6 separate regions of the Mus musculus genome follow, and regions 1, 3, 4, 5 and 6 are each linked to region 2. The links are chromatin contacts, called in public promoter capture Hi-C maps. All regions are on one chromosome and are shown on one strand. The core of a region is the stretch at or near the end of the contact, and the rest is flanking DNA. Distances in the headings are between cores, read along the strand shown.

Region 1 (3,670 bases), core at 718-3,217, 2.4 Mb after region 2:
GCCAGTTATTTTTAGCATGCCTCTTAATTTTTCTGTCCCCTGATTTCTTCTCTTCTGTGCCTAAGTCTGAATGGGTAACCACTTCAGGGAATGTCAGCAACAGAGGGGCCATGGAGGAAATGTCAACAAAGACAAGAAAGCAAACTATACAGACAGTCCACCCAAGCTGTTCAGCCATGGAACCATAGATAAATCCAACTATTACAGAAAAAAAAAAAAGAATTCCCTGCGACGTCAGTGCATGAGGTTCTGCCCTGGGTGGGCAGTGAATTCAGCTCCCCAGCACGACAGACAGCAGAGATTGGCTTGCACCTCTTTCATCCCTTTCCCCGGGGAGAAGCATGTCTTCCTGCAGGCACAGTGAAGGTCTCTTTCAGATCGCTGTTTTGTCTCCTGCTTTTAAGAGCAGGAGAAGTCAGAGTACTTGCGTTAGTTATTTCTCTGTTGCTGTGATAAAACTCCATGACCATGCCGGGTGGTGGTCTCACCAGCCTTTAGTCCAAACTTTTTGGGAGGCAGAGGCAGGAGGATCACTGGGAGTTTGAGGTCTACAGAGAGTTAGTTTCAGGACAGTCAAAGCTACACAGTGAAACCTTATAACAAAAACAAACAAACAAACAAAAAACACACCACAACCACAAGGAAGGCAATTTATAGAGGGAAGAGTTTTGAGGGGTTTTATGGTTCTAGGACTTCATGATCACTGGGAAGCACAGCAGGGAAGCTTCACAACAGGTAGGCATGGAGAAGGGAGAGCTCACATCTCATATTGTGAAGAGGAAGCAGAGCACAAACTGGCTGGTAGCTTTTGAAACAAACTCAGCCTCCAGTGATATACTTACTCCAGCAAGGCTACACCTCCTAAGCTTCTCCAATCAGAGCTACCCACTGGGGACCAAGTATTTGAATGTCTAAAACTAGGGGAGACATCTCAAATCACCACAGTACCAGTACCTGTTCTCTTCATATAAGTCAGCTGTCTCAACAACCATAGAATATTTGTGTGCTTCGAGGGAGGGGTAAACTGGTCTTTGAAAAAGACGTGTCCCCCAAGGGGAGGCTTGAAAAGTTCATCTTAGTCTTAATAGAGTGAATGAATGTAAATGCTTCTCATAATTACAGGACTAAGTCCATGAAACAATTGTTCGTTAACCTACCGCAGGCATCTGGCACCTTATGGCTCTCAATTATTAACTGTGAACTACCACTGAATGAGTATTACCTATATAAACTCTGGTGGTCAATGATCATGATTATAGAAACCTTGGAAGTTTACCTAAGGACAGAGTCCTGGCTCTGTACTGGCTTCCACTGCCTTACTGGTTGACCTTGGGCTTTAGCTTCATCATCCTTTAAGTCTAGACGATGACACCTATTTCATGGGATTATGAGGATTAGTGTGGGGGTGGGGTGGGGGGGGTAAAGAGTGTAAAGATTTCACACTTTGCTCAGCAGATAACTATTAATCAGTTATTAGAATGTTTATGTTCCCTAAGAGTCAGTGGTTATGTTTATGGAAGAGGTCTTAACTAGAAGGCAGACTGGATTTGATAGGCAGTCACCGCCCCACAACTATTACGATTCTGTGCCGTCTAACTAGTGTATTTAAATCCCTAGGCAGTCAAAATATATACAAAAGGGAGGAAACTATTCATGGCACATCTCTCCTCCAACACCTTTACAAAGTGAATAAACTAGGAATAGAATTTGGAATTTAGACATGGATGTCCGTAAAAGGCCGGTTGCACCACACCCACTCCGGAACAAAGCCAGAGCTGTCACAGCTTCCTCAACAGCACTAGCAGAAGCTAAAGGCTCGGGTCCATCTAGAACGGCCACAGCCACGCCTATAAAACCTCCCGCTCCATCTCAGGCACAGGGAGGGGTGGACAGTCCGTAGCCACATCTCCGCGCGCAAGCTGCGCAGCCGGCGTGCGGCAGACAGCCCCTGACGTCACACCCGCGCCGGCTCTCCAGCAGGCCCCTTGCTCGGCTTCCGCCTTCTCTCCCGGCGTCGCTTTCTGGAAGGTTCGTGGAGGAGGCGGTCAGGGAGACCGTTACTCCACAGCAAGCCGGAATCCGTGTCCATCCGTCCTCCTGAACCCGCGCAGACGCCACCAAGGTCGCCATGCCGGAGAACGTAGCTTCCCGAAGCGGGGCGCCCACCGCCGGGCCCGGCAGCCGCGGGAAAAGCGCCTACCAGGACCGCGACAAGCCAGCCCAGATCCGCTTCAGCAATATTTCCGCGGCCAAAGGTATCACCCGGTCGCCGGCCCGCCTCCGGCGGAACGGCCCAGCCTCGCTGTGACCTTGGCCCTGGGTGGGTTGTGTTCCTTCAAGGTGGTCTCGTTTGCAGCTTTCTGCTAAGCACTCGGAGCGTGGAGGCCTCGGACACGCCCCATTGTGGGACGCCGAGCTCCTTAGTTCGTCTCCTGCAGGCATGGGCGGTGTTGGTCACATTGGCGCAGACAGCCGTTTAAAATACTGAAAGCAATGATCCTTGAGATCTGACTCTTAAGAACTAAAGCTTGGCTGTTTATCAAACCTAGTGGTAGACGACACAGTATTTTGAGCTTTCAAATAAAATTCATTTTACTTTTTCAACATTTTCAAAAAAAGTTCATTTAACTTATGAACGTTCTTTGGCTCCGTAGTACTAATCGGATAGTCACTATAAATTCCCTTAAACTGGCAGGTGGGCGACATAGGGTTGTAAAAGCACGTGGTGAAAACCAGACAGGCCGAGTTTTATTCTCAGTATGTGCTATTTGACGCGTCTGACGTCTAAAGCAACAAAGCCTTAAGAGATACTGCCAGGGTTTATTTGGGTTGGAGACAAAGATGCATGATTTGGGAAGTGGACGGGGTGTTGTTTTATCTTCTGAAGGTCCTAGGATCCAAGAAACTCTTGACTTCGCAGTGCAGCTGTAAGTTGGGTGAGGTGACAGTTGATTTGCAGGGTTGCTGGGAGGATTAAATGTGAAAGTGTATGAAGTAAACCTGACAAGTACTGCAGTCACCAGTCCAGGTGACTGGAATGTGTTGGTGCTGTGAGGTGTGTGCGCAGGATGGGCCTTAAGGAGTTGGAGACGCCAAGCTGACCAGGTGCTCCATGTGAGAGTCTTTTGGAAGTTTGGAGTGAATACCTGACACCTGGAAGTTTATTGAGTTCATTAATTACGTTTGTGGTAGTGGAGTCATTGGGATGTTGAAAGATGAATTCTAGAGTCAGATGAGTGACCAAGAGAGTGTACACTCTATTAAGAAATGAGTTTACTTCAGGCAACCATCTTAGCTAGGGTTTCTATTATTGTGAAAACACAGGTTATGTGGATTTAGTTATTAATTTATGTATATGGGTGTTTTGTCTGTATGTATATTTGTACACCAGAAGGCATTGGATCCCATAGAACTGTGTTTATATGTGGTTGTGGGTGCTGGGAGTTGATCTCAGGGCCTCTGGAAGAGCAGCCATCTTTTATCCATCTGCTGAGCCATCCCTTCAGCCCCTCAACCTGCTTTCTTATGAACCCAGGACCACTAGCCCGGGGATGGACCCACCCACAAAGGATTGAGCCCTTCCCCCTCAATCTCTAGTCAAGAACATTCCCTATAGACTTGCCTACAACTCCGTTTTAACTGACTTTTTCTTAATTTGAGGAGTTACCGC
Region 2 (3,723 bases), core at 1,021-3,520:
CTTTATCTTTAAACGTCTCAGATTAGGCAGGATTGGCTAGATTGCTGTGCCTGGCGAGAAGGAGCAGGGAGACAGAAGTACCTGATGTTGGACCACACTGGCAGCTGTTGACGCTGCCACTTCACACTTTGACTAATTGGTCAGATATACCAGATTCTAGAAGTTGGTTAAGTGAAATTGTAACTCATGCACTGATAAGCCTCTAAGTCTTCAAAAATAGAACTGTGCGATATCTCACCCCAGAAGCAACTCTGGGCTGCTTTCCTCAGAACTCAGACTTTTAGGTAAGCATACATAGAACATAGACTTCAGACAACATGTGTTCGTTCTGTTGACACACTAAGATGTTATTTTAATTTTGGCTTTCCTTTTGTGCAGGAACACTGTATTTGGGTAGCCATTTGTTAAAAAATATCCAAGTGTCATAAAATTCTGTGTCTTTTTGCAAACTTCAATTCATGAATAACAGTTTCAATTCATTTTAAATTCAACAGAACTAAATACCTCTGGCCTCCCACAAAGACATCACAGGAAGATTATTGTAGCTACTATTTCAATGGCGGTTTCTTAAAGTGAGCACTCAAAGTCTAAGTGAGTGGGTAATTAGAGCCAGGAGGGGTTAGTGCTGTCTCCAAATGCAGAACTCTAGAAATGAAAACCATCTTGGCTCTCCAGCAAAATGTGTGAAAGTTTATGCCACTGAGCAAGACCTCATACTCTATGCGATGCCATTTTGTGCTATTATAATGACTTGCCAGAGAGATATACAATTAGCTGATATTGGTTATACCTCATGAAACATGTATATGAGATTTTGATAATGCCAAGGATTTGCTAAAAACAAACAGCAACAACAACAAAAACCTTTTTACTTCTCTAATTAATAAAACCTGACATTGTCTCCTTTACCGTTTAGCACACATCATAATAATAATTATTATAATTATTAGAGACACATTCTCACTATTTAGTCCTGGCTGGCCTACAACTGCCTATGTAGACCAGGCTGACCTTGAACTAAGAGAGATCTGCCTGCCTCTTCCTACCTAGTGTAGGGGTCCTACAACTGGTGATGGCTCATATTTAATTTTGATAGGATCATCAACTCGATTGATAACAAATCATTACAGAACAGTTTGAGTTGGAATAAATTTGTCTTGATGTTTAAGACCTTTATGTTAGGTCTTAAAGCTTTATTGTCCTTAAATACAACTAGTGTCATGGACCATTAAACAGCAAAGTGGTCTGAAGAGAAATTATTGATTGGAGTGGCAGCCAAAATTTTAAAGTGCCTGAATTTCTTTTGTAATATCTTTATGTAGAATGCATATGCCATTTTAAAGGTAATGATAAATGTTCCTGTTGAGCTGTCCCTGGCCTCTTAGTTCTCTTAAATTCGAACCACTTAGGCACATGCTAATACTAAGGACAATATAAAGCTCCTTGCTAAGTTTGAGTAGTTAAAAACATTAAGGATTTTTTGTTGTTTTGGGGTTTTTTGTTTTTTGTTTTTTAAATGGGAAAGATAAGGCTATCAGCGTGAAACTTGTGGGCAGAGGACCACGCCTCCAGTTCCCTGTGTTCTCCAAGCGTGGTCTCCCTCTGGTTGGCTGCATGGTCTCCATAAAGGATGCAACTCTGGTATGTCCGACCGACTCCAAAGGTACTAGTTGGTGACTCATTTCAACTTCTGTCGTCAGCTCCACACGGAGCCCTTGGCCCCTCCCCCCATTCCCATATCTCCGAGGGCCATTGGTGGACCCTATCCTCCCGCCAGCCGGCCCAAGTGGCCAAATAGCTCGGATGCCTGTCATATTTGTGGTCGCGCTCCTCTGCGGACTGTGCCAGCGCTGCCGTCTTTGTCATCACCCACTCTGTCATGTCTGTTTTCCAGTATGTGGGGGCCATTAGTGGTAGTAGTGGCGGTCCGGCTTGGGCGCTCCCATTTCTACCTCTCCTATTTAGCTTTCAGTCCACAGAAGAGGCTGCATAAGCTTGGTGTCTGTCCGCCGCTTCCTGAGAGTTCACCCTGAGGGAATCTGCATTTATGGCACTTGGGCGGGCCCGGGGCGGGCCCTGCGAAGCTGAGGCGGGTCCGGACCGGCTGGAGGCGGGGCCTACGGAGATCTGGACCTGAAGGCACGGGTGGGCGGGACCTATAGTAGGAGGTGGGAGGGGCAGGGTGGGGCCTATACTGCAGGGGCGGGGCTGGTGGGGCGGGGCCCGGCCAGGCAGGGGGTGGGGCCTACGGGGCCTGGCCGGAGCTCGCCAGAGGCTCGCAGGCGGACGTCACTCCCGCACGGCGAGTGCTGGAGCACGAGCTGTACCTCTCTCGGCCCGGGCGTCCACTCCGCCCGCCTCCTGCTTCCTCCAGGCTGCCCGCCGCCTCCACCATTGTATAATGTTCCCGACTCGCAAGCAGAGGACGCCGGAGTCGTAGCTCCGGCCTCGCCGAGCTCCCTGCTACCGTCGGCCCCGCGGCGGGGGCGCCCCGCATGGAGCGGGCATAGCTTGAGGGGTGGGCGGAAACCCCTCCGATGCGTTAGCTCCTGGTGGACCTGCTTGTGGTGAGTTCCGGGCCGAGCTGGAGGCTCCCCGGGGTTGGGCTCCGGCGGGCGAGGGGCGGTGCTGGGCTGGGCCAGGCGGGAGCCCAAGGCAGCGGAGGCCGGACCGGGCAGGTTGGGGAGCACCCGCTGGCCGCCTGGAGACCCCGACTGTCACGACCTGGGGCGGGGTCCGGGCGGCAGGGGCCCGGAGCTTTTGCCGTCACAGCTGGTGTGTGTGTGTGTGTGTGAGTGTGTGTGTGTGTGTGTGTGCGCGCGCGCGCGCGCTCGCTGTGGTGGCTCTGGTGCTGAGAACGTGCGAGACTTTTTTTTTTTTTTAAAGATTCCGGTTGCTGGCAGGGAGGCTGCTTCACTTTTGAGTTCCGTGTCTGGGTTTGCATCCAACTTGCTATATTGTGTTTCGAGAGTTTCCCGGTGGTTTTGCGTTAAAACAGTTCTCTTCACCCTCTTTTCTTCCGTGCCCAAGTGAATTGATTTTGGATCCAAATGTTTATTAAACTTAATGCCTTCCTGGTTTTTAAATTAGAAATCTACAAGTCATCTTGGTGTTAACCGCCTATGACGGGGCAGAGGGGGGGCGGTGCTGAGGGGAGCCAGCTGTCCCGACGCGTAGACTTTGTACCATTGACACTGGGCACTTCAGAGGACCATTGCGTCGAGAGAAAGTACTGAATTGTTCATATTTTTCTTAACTATAAATTGTCTTAGCTTTAGCCGGAATGGTAGCAAATCAGTAGAGTTGAAAATTGAATTGTAAGTTTCGCAAAGCAGTGAGACTGTTTTAGAATAACTTTTTGCTCGCATCTAGGTAGTTTCAGGAGTAGAAAGTCGGTTTTGCAGGCACTGAGTGGAGGGCAGTCAGCAGGGACAGACTCAGAAACGGCAGATTTTATTTAAGTAGAATCAGTCAAACCCTAGCTGGCTTTCAGGAACAGTCGTTGTTTTCAAGCTTTGTTCTTGAAACGTGCTTTTGAATTCCTAGTATTTGTTAAGAAGTGTTCAGAACCTATGGAAAAGGGCCTGGAGGTTGTAGTCACCAGTAGGATGGCCCAGGCCCTAACTGTTCAGAATTGCTTTTTGTAATTTTTGTGACTGGCAGGAATGAGGTGGGCCTGGGCTCCACTTAACCTCCTGGAAGGCTCCACACCAGAGAGCCCTG
Region 3 (3,566 bases), core at 170-2,669, 2.4 Mb after region 2:
TCAGAAATCCGCTGGCCTCGGCCTCTGCCTCCCAAGTGCTAAGATTAAAGGCATACGCCACCACTGGCTGGCCTGCAAAAGCACTTTAATGGTGCCATTTTCTTTCAGATCTACCTTTTTTTTAAAAGCTGTGTTAATAGATATCTGCAAATTTAGAATACTGTCAGCCGAAACTTTCCTATTCTATGTACACACTGATGTCCTTCATATCCATTATTTACTATTTCATGTTCCTAAAACCATCCCACTTACAGGGCTTCAGTCTGTCAATAGGTCTTGTTTACACCAAGTCCCATCACAGAACTAGTTGCATGTGGCTGGCAGAAAGTCACTATTCTCTCATTCAGATGGCTATGGATCCCTCCCCACATCTAGCTTTTCAGAACCAACCAGTATCCATCATCAGTTCCGTTGGAAAAGGCAAGCTCAACCGTTTTGAAACAGGAGGCAGGGAAGGTAAGGTGATAGGTGCTTCGCAGAGGGGAACAAGGAAGGGGTGGTAACAACTGCGTCAGAAACAGGTTCTGTGGAAGGTGTGCCGCATAACGTGGAAAGTACTGGAACCTTAGGGTGGGGACAGGGGCGCTAGCTGGGGTTCTAAGTAAAGTGTTATGCTGCAGGTGGCTGAGAGTTCACTGAAAAAGCATCCAAAGTGGCCAAAAACCTGAGGCCGATCAGGAGGTTGGCAGGGCTGAGCTGGGAGGGTGTGGTCCTTGTAGGCTCTCGCCCCCTCTAATCTGCCGCTAAGCTAGCTGCAGAACCGCTAGACAAGCTACCACATCTCACTCACTGGTCTGAGTGACAGACACTTCCTATGTCTAGTGTCTTACTGGTCAGTCGAGAAAAAAGAGGGTGGGACAAATAAGTATTCTCCTTCTGATTGGTCAACCCGCTGGTTCTTGTCAATTAGAGATGAACTGGGTTCTCCGCCATGTTGAATAGCGCGCTGCAAAGCCTGTTCTTTTCTTGGGATGGTCACCCAACACCCGGTCCTTCCTGTCCCTCTGTGCCCTAATATGTTGATCCAGCTAGTTAAAACGCGCTTTCTGCTTTAAGTCCGTATACCGCGAGAAGTTCTCGTTTAGGTAGTTAGACAGAAATAAAGCTAGAAACCAGAGAAAAGCTCAGTCCCTTGCCGGAGACCTGGGTGTCATTCAAGTGAATCAGTAATTGTTCCGGCGCTGGTGAGACTCCCATTGAGCAATTAGCTTGAAGATTGCGTTTTACTTTAGCTTGCTGTGGTAGTCGTTTGTGTAGCTTCAGACAGTTATGCTTCTAGAAACCGCAGGCTTGTATCAGAAACCATCATTAGACACTAGCTGGACTCGGGGTTCGCATTTGTGACAGTGAAAAAGGACGTTGCGTGCGTTATGGTCCGTCGCCACCTCCTGTAGCGTCCCTAGTAACCGAGCCCCTAGTAACCGCTCGCCCCAAGCCAGGATCTGTGAGCTAGGTGGCAGCGCCTGCACGCCGCCCTGGGCGGGCGCGGGCGCTTGGGCTTGGAGGCGGGGCGATGGCTTCGCCGCACCAGGAGGCCAGACTGGCGGCAGCCAGCCTTCTCCTGTCTGCAAATCCCATCACCGGAGCAAGGGTCGCCCAGTACGAAAGCGAAGACTCCTTAGAGTCCTTGGTAGCAGCGGGGTTGGCGGCGGCCATGGAGGAGGAGGAACAGAAGAAAGTGTGGCAGATGCGGGCGTCGGTAATGTGAGAGCCCGGAGGGGTCTGAGGGCTGTCCGATCGTCTCGGGCAGGACGGGTGGAAATGCGGTGTCCTCTGTAGACCCTCCCTGCTCTCTGCCCCAACTAAAGGTTGCTGCAAAACTTTATTGGAGAGTGGTTTTTTTATAGCTATTTCTAGAGTATGCAAAGAACAGAACTCTACTTCCTATTTATTCTCCAGTATATCTTGGGAATAAATAATTTTTTAGTTCTGATTTTTACATTTATTTTTGCCCCCCCCCCCCCCGAAGACAACTGATGTGCCCATAGTTTTCATAAAAGATCAACTTTCAGATGATAAGTTGTACTGACAAGTGTGTTTTATCAGTTTTTGTTAGGAGTGGATTTTAGCAGTCCATTAGCAAACCGTGTTTGAAGTTCAGTGGACAGATGCTCCAGATGTAGAGAAGCATCCAGATAAACAAACCGCCGAAATCCCAGTTCCCTAAAGGGATGATATGGGTGCAGTGAGATCTTTTCACAAAACATTTTCAGTATTATGTCCTGGATGTGTTATATGTTTCTAGCAGAAGGATATATATGGAGGAGGAGATTATACACACACACACATAATCTCTACCTCTGGAAAAGCAACCAGTACTTATAACCACTAAGCCATCTCTCCAGCAATGCTTTTATTCTTTAAAAATTTCATACAGTATATTTTGAATGTAACCACCCCCTCTCCTTCATCTGTTCTATTCATTTTGTGTGTTTGTTTTTAGATTTATGTGTATGAATGTGTGCCTTGGGAGTTACTGAGAGTTGTGAGCTACCATATGGATGCTGGGAATCAAGCCCAGGTCCCCTGCAAGAGCAGCAAGTGCTCTTAACAGTTAAAACATCTTAGCATCCTTTTAAATTTTTGTTTGTTTTCTGAGACATAGCCTGGCTGTTCTGGAACTCACTCTGTGTAGTCCAGGCTGGCCTCAAACACACAGAGCTCTGCCTACCTCTGCTTCCTGAGTTTAAAGGTGTGTAATAAAAACGCCCAGCTTTTATTCACTTTAAAAGCCGGGAACCTTGGACTTAAACCAGCACTCTGCTGGGATAAAGCACCAGGACGGGCACTCGCTCCCTCGACACCCTGTTCCTTAGCAGTGCTGGGGTGGGCCGAAGGGTTTGTGCTTGCTAGGCAAGTGGTGTACCAACAGCTACATCCTCGGCTTTTTTGTTTTATTTTAGACAGTGACTCCTTTGGTCCAGGATTGCCTCAAATTTGCTATTTGTGGCTAAGGATGACCTTAAACTCCTGATCCTCCTGCCTCCACCTTCCAAGTAATGGGATTAAGCGTATGGGGCCCCAGGCCTGGCCTGTAGCAAATGTTTCAAGGTTATGTAGAGTGAAGCAGAGCCTAACCAGCTATGAGGTTCAGAACCCTAGGACTGGTTTATACCTGATAATCATTCAACACAGCCTGTCATAGGTTACAGAAGGTGAAATGCCAGGGAAGGCAAGAGCTTGGACCCGGGTCAGAAGCCGTTTTCTTCTATGTGCTGGGTGATCTTAGGCCGTGATTTCTGTTTCTTTGTCTATAAAAGGACTATAATTGTCTCCGTTTTCCACCTTATTCAGTTGTTATTAAGAACCAAAGGAGAGAATGGGTGTCATTTCTAGAGTAATTTACATAAATTAGTAGTAATTGTAACAACTGCCAGCTTGAACAATTCACTTGGAAATTGATTTATACTTTGGCTTACTACGGCAGAAAGGTCTGTCCTTTGTATAGTTGTACTTATGTTCCAGAGTGCCCTGCTAACTGAAGATTTTTGTTATAAACTGAGTTTGGGTTTCCAACACCCAAATACAAACCCAGTGTGTTGGCTTTTGTCTATAATCCCAGTGCT
Region 4 (3,621 bases), core at 858-3,357, 2.7 Mb before region 2:
GCTAGCTTTGTGGCAGAGCACAGGCCCAGTAAAAGTGAGTCCCCAAGTTTGAGTTTCAGCATTATCACATGAATGAAAGAATAAATGAAGAAAAGGAGAGACAGCCACACACAGGGTACCATACAAAACCACACCACTTTATGCAAAGAACTTCACAATCAGGAGATTTGGTTATCCAAAGGGGTCATGAAACCATCTCCCATGGATTATGATATATGACCATATTGCACATTCTACAGTTTGTTCCTTTTTTCAAGGCATGCAGTCAGAAAAGCCAAATGTAACCTTGGTTGCTCTATAAACATGTTACTTTACATATGAAAGAACCACGCAAGTACACCACATACAATCTTTGCTGTTTGATAAACTATGAGATTTGCCATACTTACCTGAGGAGCAATACGGTTAACAATATGTGAAATCTCATCACTGTATGCACTGGAAATCTGCTTTTTTCTTCCTTTACCTAAAGAAACAAGACATTTCTATGAATTTTAGACCAAGAATTCTAAAATCAGTTGTCACTTTTTAGGAAACAATTGTAATCAGTACAACTTAATGACTCCACCCTAGAATCAGACAGAAAAATCACACATGAGGTTCTAAAAAACAAAACAAAAAACCCAAAACCGTTGTATTATGATGTTACCAGACTAAAATTTTACCGACAATAATTCTTCAAGCACCTACCCACATAAAAATAACAACAGATTACCTAACTGCTTTGTCATTGGAGAATTTTGATCCCAGAAGATATCAGTTTGTCCATCTGGATCATTTGGAGAACTGAAGGTACAGGATAATAAATCCATTTTCACGATTTGTACTGGCGTCTCCTTTCCTGCATAAGATGACAATCATTGCTTCTAAGTGTTACGTTACTTCATAAAAGCTAAAGTCAAACAATTAATTTTCATGTCCAATACAAAGCTTGTCTCCTAAAGACAGTTACTTTAACCACAATAGAAATGTTTCAATGAAAATAATATCTTAATACTTCATAAGTTTAGCACTGTAGTTAGGAAGTGTTCTTTGAAAATTCCATAGGCCCAGGAATGATACCATCTGATCACTGAATTACTATCACCAGGCTTTAGGTACCTCCATGACGTCAGCAGATGTACAGGAAATGCATCCAAACAGAAAGCCAAGCTAAACTCTCACAAGGCCCCTCCTGTAAACTCGACCCAATTTTTTTTTTACTCCATACACCCCAAAACCAATAGTGATTTGTTTCTAGGGAAGCTCTGTCTAGAATCACTTGAAGGTTTACAATGTTATTTTTCTTTCCCAGCCTCGTTTTATTCATAGCAGAAACAAGCAAGGTAACAGACATTGTATTTTACGGACACACCCTAGGATAGAGGTTATGAGTTTGGTCCTTATTGGGATAGATATCTCTTAACTCCAAGTTTACAGAAATGAACGCGCCATCGGTTTGCTGGGCTAACCGGATGTTACACCTAGCAAGTTCCGGGAGCACACTACGGTTTCTGAGGTGGCCCTTTTTGCAAAACAAAACAGCGAGGAAAACAACAACAACCAGCGTAGGTGCCCAGTTTCCGGAACACAGTCCACGGCACAGGCCCCGCCCACAACCAGACGTTCAGAAAAGGCCCGGTTTACCGGACTCGGCTCTGCAGCCCCAGGCCTCCCGCCCGGTCTGCACCGCCAGGCTCCGCTCCCCGCCCTCTCCTCACCCCGGGGACTGCGCCCGCCGTCAGCCGCTGCCTGCCGCTGCGCCCGCCGCGCAGACCGCGTTCCCGCCCGGCGGAGCTGGGAGCTGCAGGCCGCCCTGGACTCCCGCAGCCACGGCTCTGCCGCCGGGCGGCAGTTCTTAGCAGCCGCCCTGTGCGGCGTGCTCCTCCGGGCAGGGCTGTCCGCATGCTTCCTTCGCCGACTCATTCCCGTGCCACCGTCCTTCAGCTGCATTCACATTTTGCTACAGCGGAGCAGGGCAACTGCTCGACAGAGAGCCCGCGCGCCACCGTGCAGCGCCATCTTTGCAAGTCGGGCGCGCAAAATACGCTGCTTCTAATTGGCTGCCTCCGTCTAGGGGCGGGTTACTACGCATGGTGCGGATTGGCTGCGTCAGTGTGAGGGGCGGGGTTAGAAGGCTGCGGCCAGGGCTGAGGAAACAGGAGTTTTCTGAGGTCTACCATCAGACTCGTCCAACTTAGCAGGAACTGCAGGACCCTTTTCTGGATCTGTGACAGGAACTTGGTATGTGAGACAGTAAAGAGTTCATATACAATGACAGATTCTTATTGAATTTAAAATTTAATTGATTATTTCTAAGATTCAAATGATGGTGTGTTATTCGATAATATGAGAAAATAAAGACTATAGTTTAGGAGGTAATAAACGCAATAGTTCATAGATGTTCTGTTATGTGCGTAGCTCCAAAATGTAGGAAAACGTATTAATTTAATAAACTAACAGTCGCTGGAAACTGTACATGCAAAACAGAGCTGTCATCTTAGTAGGAATAAAATAGTGTTTATTTTGAATCAAGTAATAATTTCCATGGCCAGGGAGCATTGATTCAGGTTGGCCTAAAAACATGTTTCAATATAAAAGCAATCGCACAGACTTTAACAGTCACAGAACAAAAAACAAAGCATTTGCCAGGCGCTTTGTTGGGGACAACAGGTAGTAGGTGGGTTACAGCAAAGCAGGAGATGATTCGTCCATAGGCTTTAGGTAAGGATATAATTTATGAGACCCATCCTTTCGTTGATGGAAGTTAGTGATCTGGTAACAGTGCATTCCAAAGTTTTTACCTGCTAGCCTTCAGGATGCCAATCCTGACAGCTGGGTCCTTAATGGCTACTTAGGGCACTAAAGATAGCCATAAAGATTATTTGGTTTTATATCTGTAACACTCCAGTTTCCTTATCATGAAGTGTGTCTGTCTTTTTGTTTTTCAGACAGTGTCTTATGTGTGCCCTGCCTCCTTATTTAATGCAGTCTCGCTGTGAACTCCTGGTCTTCCTGTCTCAAGCTTGTCAGTGCTAGGACCACAGGTCTAGGTCCTGAACAGAATCATCAGCGTAGTTGTGCCTTCTTCCATGCCCCAAATAAAGTGAAACTCGGAGGTTAATTGTGCTTTAATAGATTAGTAATAAACCAAATTCTAAGTTTTTAAAGAATATGATTTGCGATAAATAGTAAAACAAAAGAGTGCCAACTCTACAGAGAGAACTATAAAACACCTTAGAAATAAATTGAAGGCCAAAATAAAAAGGGCTATGCTGTGTTTGTGGTCTGTGTCACTCACTACTGTTAAAGAGTCAATTCTTCCCAAACTGGTGTATAGTCAGTGCTGATGCCCTTAGTCTCAGAGCGGGAGGCACATGCCTGTGCAAAGGGAGGATACCTTTACTCTAAGACATGGAATGAAAAAGGAAAAAGAGACAAGAAATTTCTTGATCTCTTGAAGCATAATGAAGCTGAATCTCACCCAAATGTCAGGAGAGTGGTTAAGACTTACAACAATGTTCTAGCGGTGAAGGGACAGACAAATAAATGGATGGGACAGATAAAGTGCTTAGGTGGAAGCACTGACTTACACCTAAGTACAGGCTTTGTATAATACAAATAAAAGCCATTTAAATAATG
Region 5 (3,710 bases), core at 554-3,053, 2.2 Mb after region 2:
TCTAGAATGGACTCCTAAGTTTAGCAGAGAATCCGACATTTACACAAAAACACTAAATTAAGAACGGCAGGCTGAGTCCTGAGTGGGGAAAGCAGTATTCTACGCCGAGAAAGGAGTTCCAAGCAGATCTGCTGATAAACATATCTGTACACACTGCAAAGGCCGGAAATTATTCGGGCGAGTTCTACAGGGCTCCCGCACACTTCTTTGGTCTTAAAACCTAACCGTATAAAGAGCTCTAGGACCGGCGTAAAAACTCCCCGGGGTTCCATCAGCTTTCATAATCTCTATTCAAAAGAAACAGAAGTTGGACTAGAACAGGAGGGAAGTGACCGGCCTGCCCCTGAGCCGGTCCCCTATCAAGTGCGCGGTCCAAACCCCACAGAAGTGCGCTACGGCTGGGCCCCGGTCCCGCCCTCCTAGCTCCACTCAGGTCCAGTGGCCCTCTCATTAACCATCCCATCACTTTCCGAGGCACAAAGAAGTACCCTGGAAGAACCTGTAATAACACGAAGCCCATTTTCACCCATTGGCTTCGAAACCTGGAAAAAGCTACGGCTTGGCGGGGAGCGGAGGGGGCAGAAGAACAGGTTTAATCGTTTGAAGCAGTCAAGTTGGGAGACCACAGTGGGCAGGGGAGCGAAGGCCAGCCACCCTGTATTTGGGGCAGGAGCGAACATGGGGCCAGCCCAGGTTACCCAAGTGTGCATTACTTTTCAAGATGACCTCGCACGCACTATGACACTAGAGAGGAGTCTTCAGAGCTTCCTTCCCACACAAGACCCGGGAGCTCAGAGGACCCTAGGCGAGTGCATTTGAGCAGGTGCTAGGTGTTACGTCCCCAGAAGGGTCCCAGCCCCTCAGGTGCGCCCACCTGCCAGTCGCAGGGCCAGCTCCCCAGGCAGTCCTGAGTCTAGTTAATCATTCAACGCGGGCGGCGTGGAATATTTTTTAGAGGTCAACGCGAAAGGTTCTCCTGAAGTTTCACAGAAACCAGTCTTTGGGGACCCGAAGATAACAGTGCCAGCGGATGGGGGTGAAAAGCGGCAGCCAGCGGCTCACAAACACCTGATCTGCCCCTGCGGCACCCTAGACCAGCGCAGTGCGCGGGCGGGGCAGAACACCGCCCGCGACGCTCCCCCGCCGCCCAGGCCCGCACCTCGTGCGCGGGGTACAGCGCGGCTCAGGGTGTCGCTGCCCTCTCCCTGTGGGTGCAGGAAGAGCGGAGGTCGAGCAGGTGAGAAGGTCAGGAAGGAGGTGGAGGCCGGGAGACTGGGGAGAAGGTGAGGAGGCTGTAAAGGAGGGGAGAAGGACCAGGAGGTGAGGAAGCCGGACAGGAGAACGGAGACCGGTGAGGATATCCGGGAGGTGAGGAGGCCAGGGAAATGATGTGCGGAGGCCAGGAAAGTGAGACTGGGAGCGGTGAGGGGAACCCGATGGAACGTATGCGCAGACAACGCAGGAGCCACAGAAGAGCGGCGAGAGCGCGGGGCGCCCACACCGGCCGGAACTAGCGCGGCGGGGCGGGGATGCAGGGCCGGTGCCCACCCACCCGGCCCTACCTTGTCTAGGGACACCTCCAGCTCGGCGGGGCGGGGCGGAAGACCGCGGCCGCATCCACGTCCCAGCCGCTCTTGCGGCTCAGCCCCGCGACCGCCGCCGCTCTCGCTCCATGCGCAATGCGCGGACGGGCGGCCCGGCGGGGTCTGGGCGGCTCCGGCTCGCCTCAGCTCCAGCACTTGTTGCCGCGGCGGCCGCTGAGCCTTACTCTCGGCCCCGGCTCCTGGCACCGCCGCCCCCTGCCGCGTCCCTTCGGTCCCGCCCCCGCCCGATTCTCCAATCACACGCCGCGCCACCGCGCGCGTCACCGCCGGGAAGGCCGCGCTCCCGCCCCGTGGCCCAAGTTTGGGAAAGGCCGAACTCGAACCCTCCCGCCAGTTGGCGCCCAGGTCCCGCTGGGACTGCGCCCCCGGGCCCTTCCCGAGCTCTCCGCCCCTCGTAGCACTGAGAAAACCTAAGGCTTCACTGGAGCGCGCGGTGTCCAAAGATTACAGTCTCCCCCGCTCCGCCAGGAAGTAGCCTCCCCCAGAAAAACAGCTGAGACTTGAGTCCCAAACCCTGCTGAGATCCAGGGTCTAGTGTAAACTCTTCAGCTACCAGGGCGTGGCGCTTGGTGAGAATTTGCCAGCCAGCACTGGCATGTAGCTAAGTCTAGACGGCTCCGAGTGGCTTGTGAGCGGGATCCACGAGGGGAGGTGAGAAGAGGGAAACCCAAGTGCACCTGACCTTTGCTCTCAGCGTACATAGTAGCGGCAGCCACCTAGATAGATGCCCAAGGCCTGAGGGTGGTGCCTATCTGGCCTCTTCGGACCTTCAGGTTATGAAGCCATCAAAGACACGATGAGGTCTCCACGTGGTTCCACTCGGGTCTCAGGAAGTCAAGAATGCAAGATGCGGGAGGCGCTGGGTGCGGAGTTCGCTCGGCGACTTCAGAAGTTGGGCTTAGCAAGACATCTGAACGCTGAACCCCCGTGATGCCGCTGGACTGAGCACCAACCACACCCAAGCATGGATCACGCGGGACCCGGAACGGTCCCCCACCCCCAACCCAGCGCCTCCCCAGGCTCCCCAGAGCGCTACGTGCCAAGGTGAGGCCCAGGAAAAAGCCGGGGAGACCGGATGGAGAAGTTGCTCTAGTTTGTAGAGCTGGGTGGGCCGGCCGAGTCGGCACGCCCTCAACACCGAACCTAGAGCCTGGTCCCCACAACCTGGGACGCGCTTGGAAGCTGCTTCCTCTCCCCTCCATTCTTATTGCTAAGGCCTTCGGTCGACCCTCTGGAGATAATCACACTGAGAAGTTAACACTCTACACCTGTTTGCTTTTTTTTTTTTTTTTTTTTTTTTTCAGAAGGCTGTCAGATGGAGTTAGTCAAAGGGATGCCATTGACTTTCGAGCGCTGGAGATTGAATTTCAGCCAGCTCGACCAAGACCACGAAGTCTTACTTACAGCCGCAGAAAGAAGTAAGTGCGAGTTGTTTGGGTTGAGCGCAGAGCCACGTGTGTACGGTCATCCACAAGAAGGAATTCTGAGTCAGTGGTTCTGGAAATGTTAAGATTGACAATCTGCAGACCGATCTGTTCTTATGTTTGTCACTACGTTCCCAAACAACAACAACAACTTGGATTTTTATATGTTCACATAAACTGTTAACCACTGTCACTCTGAACAAGAAAGGAAGAGAAATTGTATGCTTTTCTTGACTCTGAGGAATTTTTTCCCACGATTATATTTATAATTCAGAAAGCCAATAAAAGAAGCAAATTAGAAGTTAGGTCTGTGTACTTGATTAACTGCAGACTGCCGTATTGATATTTAAACGTTGTGACGAGACAAAGCTGGATTCTTGGTGGGCATTTTGTTATTGTATTTCCCCCTTAAATGGCTCTCCGAAGCCACAGACATGCTTTCAAGGATTGCTAGGCAAGAAGTTTTGAGTAAAGTCAGCTGGCAAGCAACAGGGAAAGAAAGCTTGAGTCTTTCAGAGCTGCCAAAAGCTGCCCAGGCCATGTAGTTTTGTTTTTGTCTTTTTTTTTTTTAAAGGCGTTTTCTCCTTGGTGCCATTGAGTGCAGCTGGAAATGTTCCATCCAGCTTCCAGTGTGACTTTGGGGAAATAACTCAAGTGTTGGATTCCACACCCACTTAGCTGT
Region 6 (3,424 bases), core at 194-2,693, 2.9 Mb after region 2:
AACACCAAGCACATCCGAACATCAGCTACTGCTACTAAACGTTAAGACTGTACACAGGGTGTCCCCAACCTGCCTCTTGCCAGGACCCCCATTACCTTTCCAGGCCAGCTTGATGTTCCACTCATAGAAGAAAATAAGCTTCCCTTTGCGGCTGTTACATGAAGCCTCACCTTCCACCTGTTTCAACTCACTGATCTCACATCGGCCAGCCTCATTCTCCATAGCAATGCCAACCAGGAGCTCTCGGAGCTTCCCCTTGGACCAAATGGTGGCATCCCGCTCTGTCCTGCCAGAGAATAGAAAGACAGGTGAATGGCCCAGCTGGTCTCCATCTGAGCAGCCAGGATGCCATCCAAACCCAGACCAGGTGAGTCCTGGTATTCAAGCAGCCTCCAACTCGCAAATGTGCTTCTCTGACGAGGTTTCTACTAGGTATCTTCTAAGCCTGTTGCTCAGTTTCTTAAGACACTATTATTCACCATATAATAATGGGTAATCTTAAAAACAATGGCCCCGGGGAAAAGGGTCCAGCAATCTCCACCCCAGGAAATGGATTGGCTAAGCTGCGGCCACCTGTAACGGTGGTAGTCATTTAAATAGCCTTAACCACAATATCAGTTATCTGGCATTTCCATATTTATCTTATGCATTCTCTCTAATGTTCTCATCTAAGGGGACAAAGAGCAGCCTGAGACGTCAGTGTCCTAATCATAGAATCCAGCCTAGAACATAATTCTTTCAGGACAGCTAAGTCATCTTATGGTGCAGTCTGGGCTCTGCTTCCCTCAGCTTTCCCCAATGCCCGCCAAAGAGGCAGACATCTCCCGGTATTCCTGAGACACAAAGGGGGGCAGATAACTAGTGCAAACTGAGACAAAGCAAAGAAAGTGAGATCCAAGTCCCTGCCTTCCTACTGCACACGGACACAGCACCGTCGGCGCACGCACGCGCACTACGCATCTCAAGGCCGAGGATGGCTGGGTGAGGGGCGACCGAGGCACAGCTGTCCGGTAGGGTGAGACAGAAGTCCCTTCTGGAGCTCGCCCAACTTCAGGAGGAGCCTGAAGCCGTAGGACCAGCGCAGTTAGGAACCGTCTCCCGCCACGGGCAGCCGTGCTGCGGCGCCGCGCGGCCCTCCCAGGAGCCCGCCCGCCTGCTCGCGCCCGGGGCCCACCGCACCAGTGCCAGTTGTTCACGTTGGTCCCGTCCTCCCGCTCCTCCACGATCCAGCGCGGGTCCCCCTGGCCCCACTTGGCCATGGCGGCGCTGACGACGACGGCCCTGGTAGCGGGAGCGCGCGGGTTTCCGGCCAGAAGGTCTGTGAGCCGATCGCCCGCAGCTCCCAGAAAGTGCCAGAAGTCCCCGCCCCGGGCCGCCCCGGCCACAGCCTGCCCCGCCCCCCGCTGTCCGCTCCCCGCAGCCAGCTCCACCCCACATCGACTCTGCCCCAAGCCCGGTTACGCCCCCAATATGCCACACCTCTGGGCGCCGCCCTCTGCAGGCTTCTCCCCCACCCCACCCCCGACTTCGCCCCGCCTCTCTGCCCTAAGACCCCGCCCTATGCCTCCTGGCGCTGTCTTCTGCTAGGCTCCTCCCCGACTTCGCCCCGCCCCCCGGTCCTAAGGCTCCGCCCTGGCCCTAGCCCTCCGCTTTGTAACCCCTGGTTCGCCTTGTTCTTGCCGCTGGCTCCTGCTGCCCAGCGAGGCTTCTGGCCAGGGCTTTCTACGAACGACCGAGACTCCGCCCAGGGCTCGTACCAGAGCGGGTTGTCCATTTTCTGAGGCCCTTGGGATGGGAGCTGCGCAGGTCCCTAAGCAGAGGCCCGCGAGGGTTTACTGAAAGAATGCTTTTTTTTTTTCCATGCAGTGATCCTCTAGAGACAAAAGATCGTGCTTGCAAGTGCCTGGGATTGTGGATACAGTTACAATAAGGGTTTATTAATTCTTTCCATCGTTTTTCACCTTCTAGCAAAAACTGAAGCCACCATCTGGAAAGTGTTTCTTAGGAGATTATTTTAACAAATAAAATAGGTAGTTCAATGGGAGATGGGGAAGGACCTGGCTGCTCTGTGCACTTGCCATTCAGTGGTCTGCTTATCAGCAAAACAAGCTGAAAGGGCTATGGTGTTTATTGGAGCTATTGCATTTCGATGTGTTCTTCGAGAAGTTACATCATTCAAACTGCTGAAGCAATGCTGTGACCCCCCCCCCCAAATCAAACGGCATTGTTAGTTCAACTGATCATACCAAAGGCACAGCTGACAGAAGGCAAGACTCTAGCGATGATTGGCGTGTACTTTGTGTGCCTACTTTTCATCCAGTTCTTCTGTTTGCTCCTGATAAAACATTTCATGATAAGATTTAGATATGTTCATTTGAACCTGACAGAAAATAAGACTTCTGAGGGTAGAAGCTGCTACAATCACTAAAATGTATAAATACCAAAATATACAAGAACTACTCCCAGTAGAAATAAATTTACTGGAATGTAACTCGATTGTGAGTCTAGGAGACCAATGGACCCTGAAGCACTCTTCAGATCTGCGATTTAAAAATGACCTCCAATAAGACATTGCAAAAATGGGAAAGAAACAATGGAAAAAGTAAAAGAGTGGGGAAGGTGGCCCCGAAAGAAACTGTCCTAGAAAAAGTACTGGGTCAATAGCTAGTGAACAAAACCATGGTGTTCCCACACCCCCTGGGGGGGGCATTTATAGACCATAACAATAATTGAGACATTTAAGCAATTTCAGATGTCCAAAGTTAATTGAAGCTTTCTTTAATTTTCAAGAAATGATAAAACAATGGAAAAAGAAAATCCTTGCCTGGCAGTGAGTCTGAAGACAGCTGATCAAAGGGGAAGAAGTCCAGCCACAGATGGAAGAGAGATGACCTGGACAGTGGGCTGCAGTGGGAAGGAAGCCATGATTTCAGGACATGAAAAGTGGAGTCACACGAGGCTCACTGGGTGCTGGTGGGAGGCAGAGGGGTGTACCCTTAAACTGTAATTGTTTGGTGTAAACAGACTGAATTTGTGTCCTTCTCCAAAACATGGGCTTGATAATTGTGCTTTTAGTTTTTTTTTTTTTTTGGTTTTTCAAGACAGGGTTTCTCTGTGTAGTCCTGGCTGACCTGGAACTCACTCTGTAGACCAAGCCGGCCTCAAACTCAGAAATCTGCCTGCCTCTGCCTCCTGAGTGCTGGGATTAAAGGCGTGCGCCACCACGCCAGGCGCTTTTAGATTCTTTGTTTCGTCTATTATTGTGAGTTTGTTCACACTCATCCACAGTCCACAGTTGAGGTGTGGAGGACAGAGGACAGCGTCCCAGAGTCAGTTCTCTGCTTCCATCATGTGGACCCCAGGAATAAGACGGCTTCTACGTACATCGTGTATATAATCTTTATCATGTGTGAAAAATCACTAC

What was found. Promoter capture Hi-C pulls out the DNA fragments that hold promoters and counts their contacts.
Region 1: a contact with region 2 is called in a promoter capture Hi-C map of pre-B cells, with 6 times the contacts expected there. The contact joins the promoter of Cct4 here to the promoter of Sertad2 in region 2. A contact is called at or near these places in 5 of 39 promoter capture datasets (hippocampal neurons, liver, neutrophils and 1 more).
Region 3: a contact with region 2 is called in a promoter capture Hi-C map of liver, with 4 times the contacts expected there. The contact joins the promoter of Fam161a here to the promoter of Sertad2 in region 2. A contact is called at or near these places in 2 of 39 promoter capture datasets (liver and pre-B cells).
Region 4: a promoter capture Hi-C map of pre-B cells shows a contact between it and region 2, with 8 times the contacts expected there. The contact joins the promoter of Etaa1os here to the promoter of Sertad2 in region 2. A contact is called at or near these places in 1 of 39 promoter capture datasets (pre-B cells) and 1 of 115 datasets of contacts at active chromatin or transcription factors (astrocytes).
Region 5: a contact with region 2 is called in a promoter capture Hi-C map of pre-B cells, with 4 times the contacts expected there. The contact joins the promoter of B3gnt2 here to the promoter of Sertad2 in region 2. A contact is called at or near these places in 3 of 39 promoter capture datasets (the C10 cell line, liver and pre-B cells).
Region 6: a promoter capture Hi-C map of liver shows a contact between it and region 2, with 7 times the contacts expected there. The contact joins the promoter of Ahsa2 here to the promoter of Sertad2 in region 2. A contact is called at or near these places in 5 of 39 promoter capture datasets (the 3T3-L1 cell line, the C10 cell line, cranial neural crest and 2 more) and 1 of 9 other capture datasets (adipose tissue).

What each region holds. Positions count from the first base shown.
Region 1 is chr11:22,988,626-22,992,295 of GRCm38.p6, forward strand. It overlaps Cct4 (chaperonin containing Tcp1, subunit 4 (delta)), which reads left to right and starts at 1,968. Exons shown (of 14, transcript NM_009837.1): 1 at 1,968-2,255. The coding sequence starts at 2,129.
Region 2 is chr11:20,629,707-20,633,429 of GRCm38.p6, forward strand. It overlaps Sertad2 (SERTA domain containing 2), which reads left to right and starts at 2,271. Exons shown (of 2, transcript NM_001038625.1): 1 at 2,271-2,567.
Region 3 is chr11:23,006,928-23,010,493 of GRCm38.p6, forward strand. It overlaps Fam161a (family with sequence similarity 161, member A), which reads left to right and starts at 1,420. Exons shown (of 5, transcript NM_001363283.1): 1 at 1,420-1,699.
Region 4 is chr11:17,951,863-17,955,483 of GRCm38.p6, forward strand. It overlaps Etaa1os (Ewing tumor-associated antigen 1, opposite strand), which reads left to right and starts at 2,108. Exons shown (of 3, transcript NR_131915.1): 1 at 2,108-2,223. Etaa1 (Ewing tumor-associated antigen 1) reads right to left here and starts at 2,013. Exons shown (of 6, transcript NM_026576.4): 1 at 1,701-2,013; 2 at 716-841; 3 at 390-466. The coding sequence starts at 1,932.
Region 5 is chr11:22,857,932-22,861,641 of GRCm38.p6, forward strand. B3gnt2 (UDP-GlcNAc:betaGal beta-1,3-N-acetylglucosaminyltransferase 2) reads right to left here and starts at 1,804. Exons shown (of 2, transcript NM_016888.5): 1 at 1,563-1,804.
Region 6 is chr11:23,496,596-23,500,019 of GRCm38.p6, forward strand. It overlaps Ahsa2 (AHA1, activator of heat shock protein ATPase 2), which reads right to left and starts at 1,444. Exons shown (of 9, transcript NM_172391.4): 1 at 1,180-1,444; 2 at 96-286. The coding sequence starts at 1,259. 1700030C12Rik (RIKEN cDNA 1700030C12 gene) reads left to right here and starts at 1,166. Exons shown (of 3, transcript NR_166706.1): 1 at 1,166-1,316; 2 at 1,867-1,990; 3 at 2,791-3,068.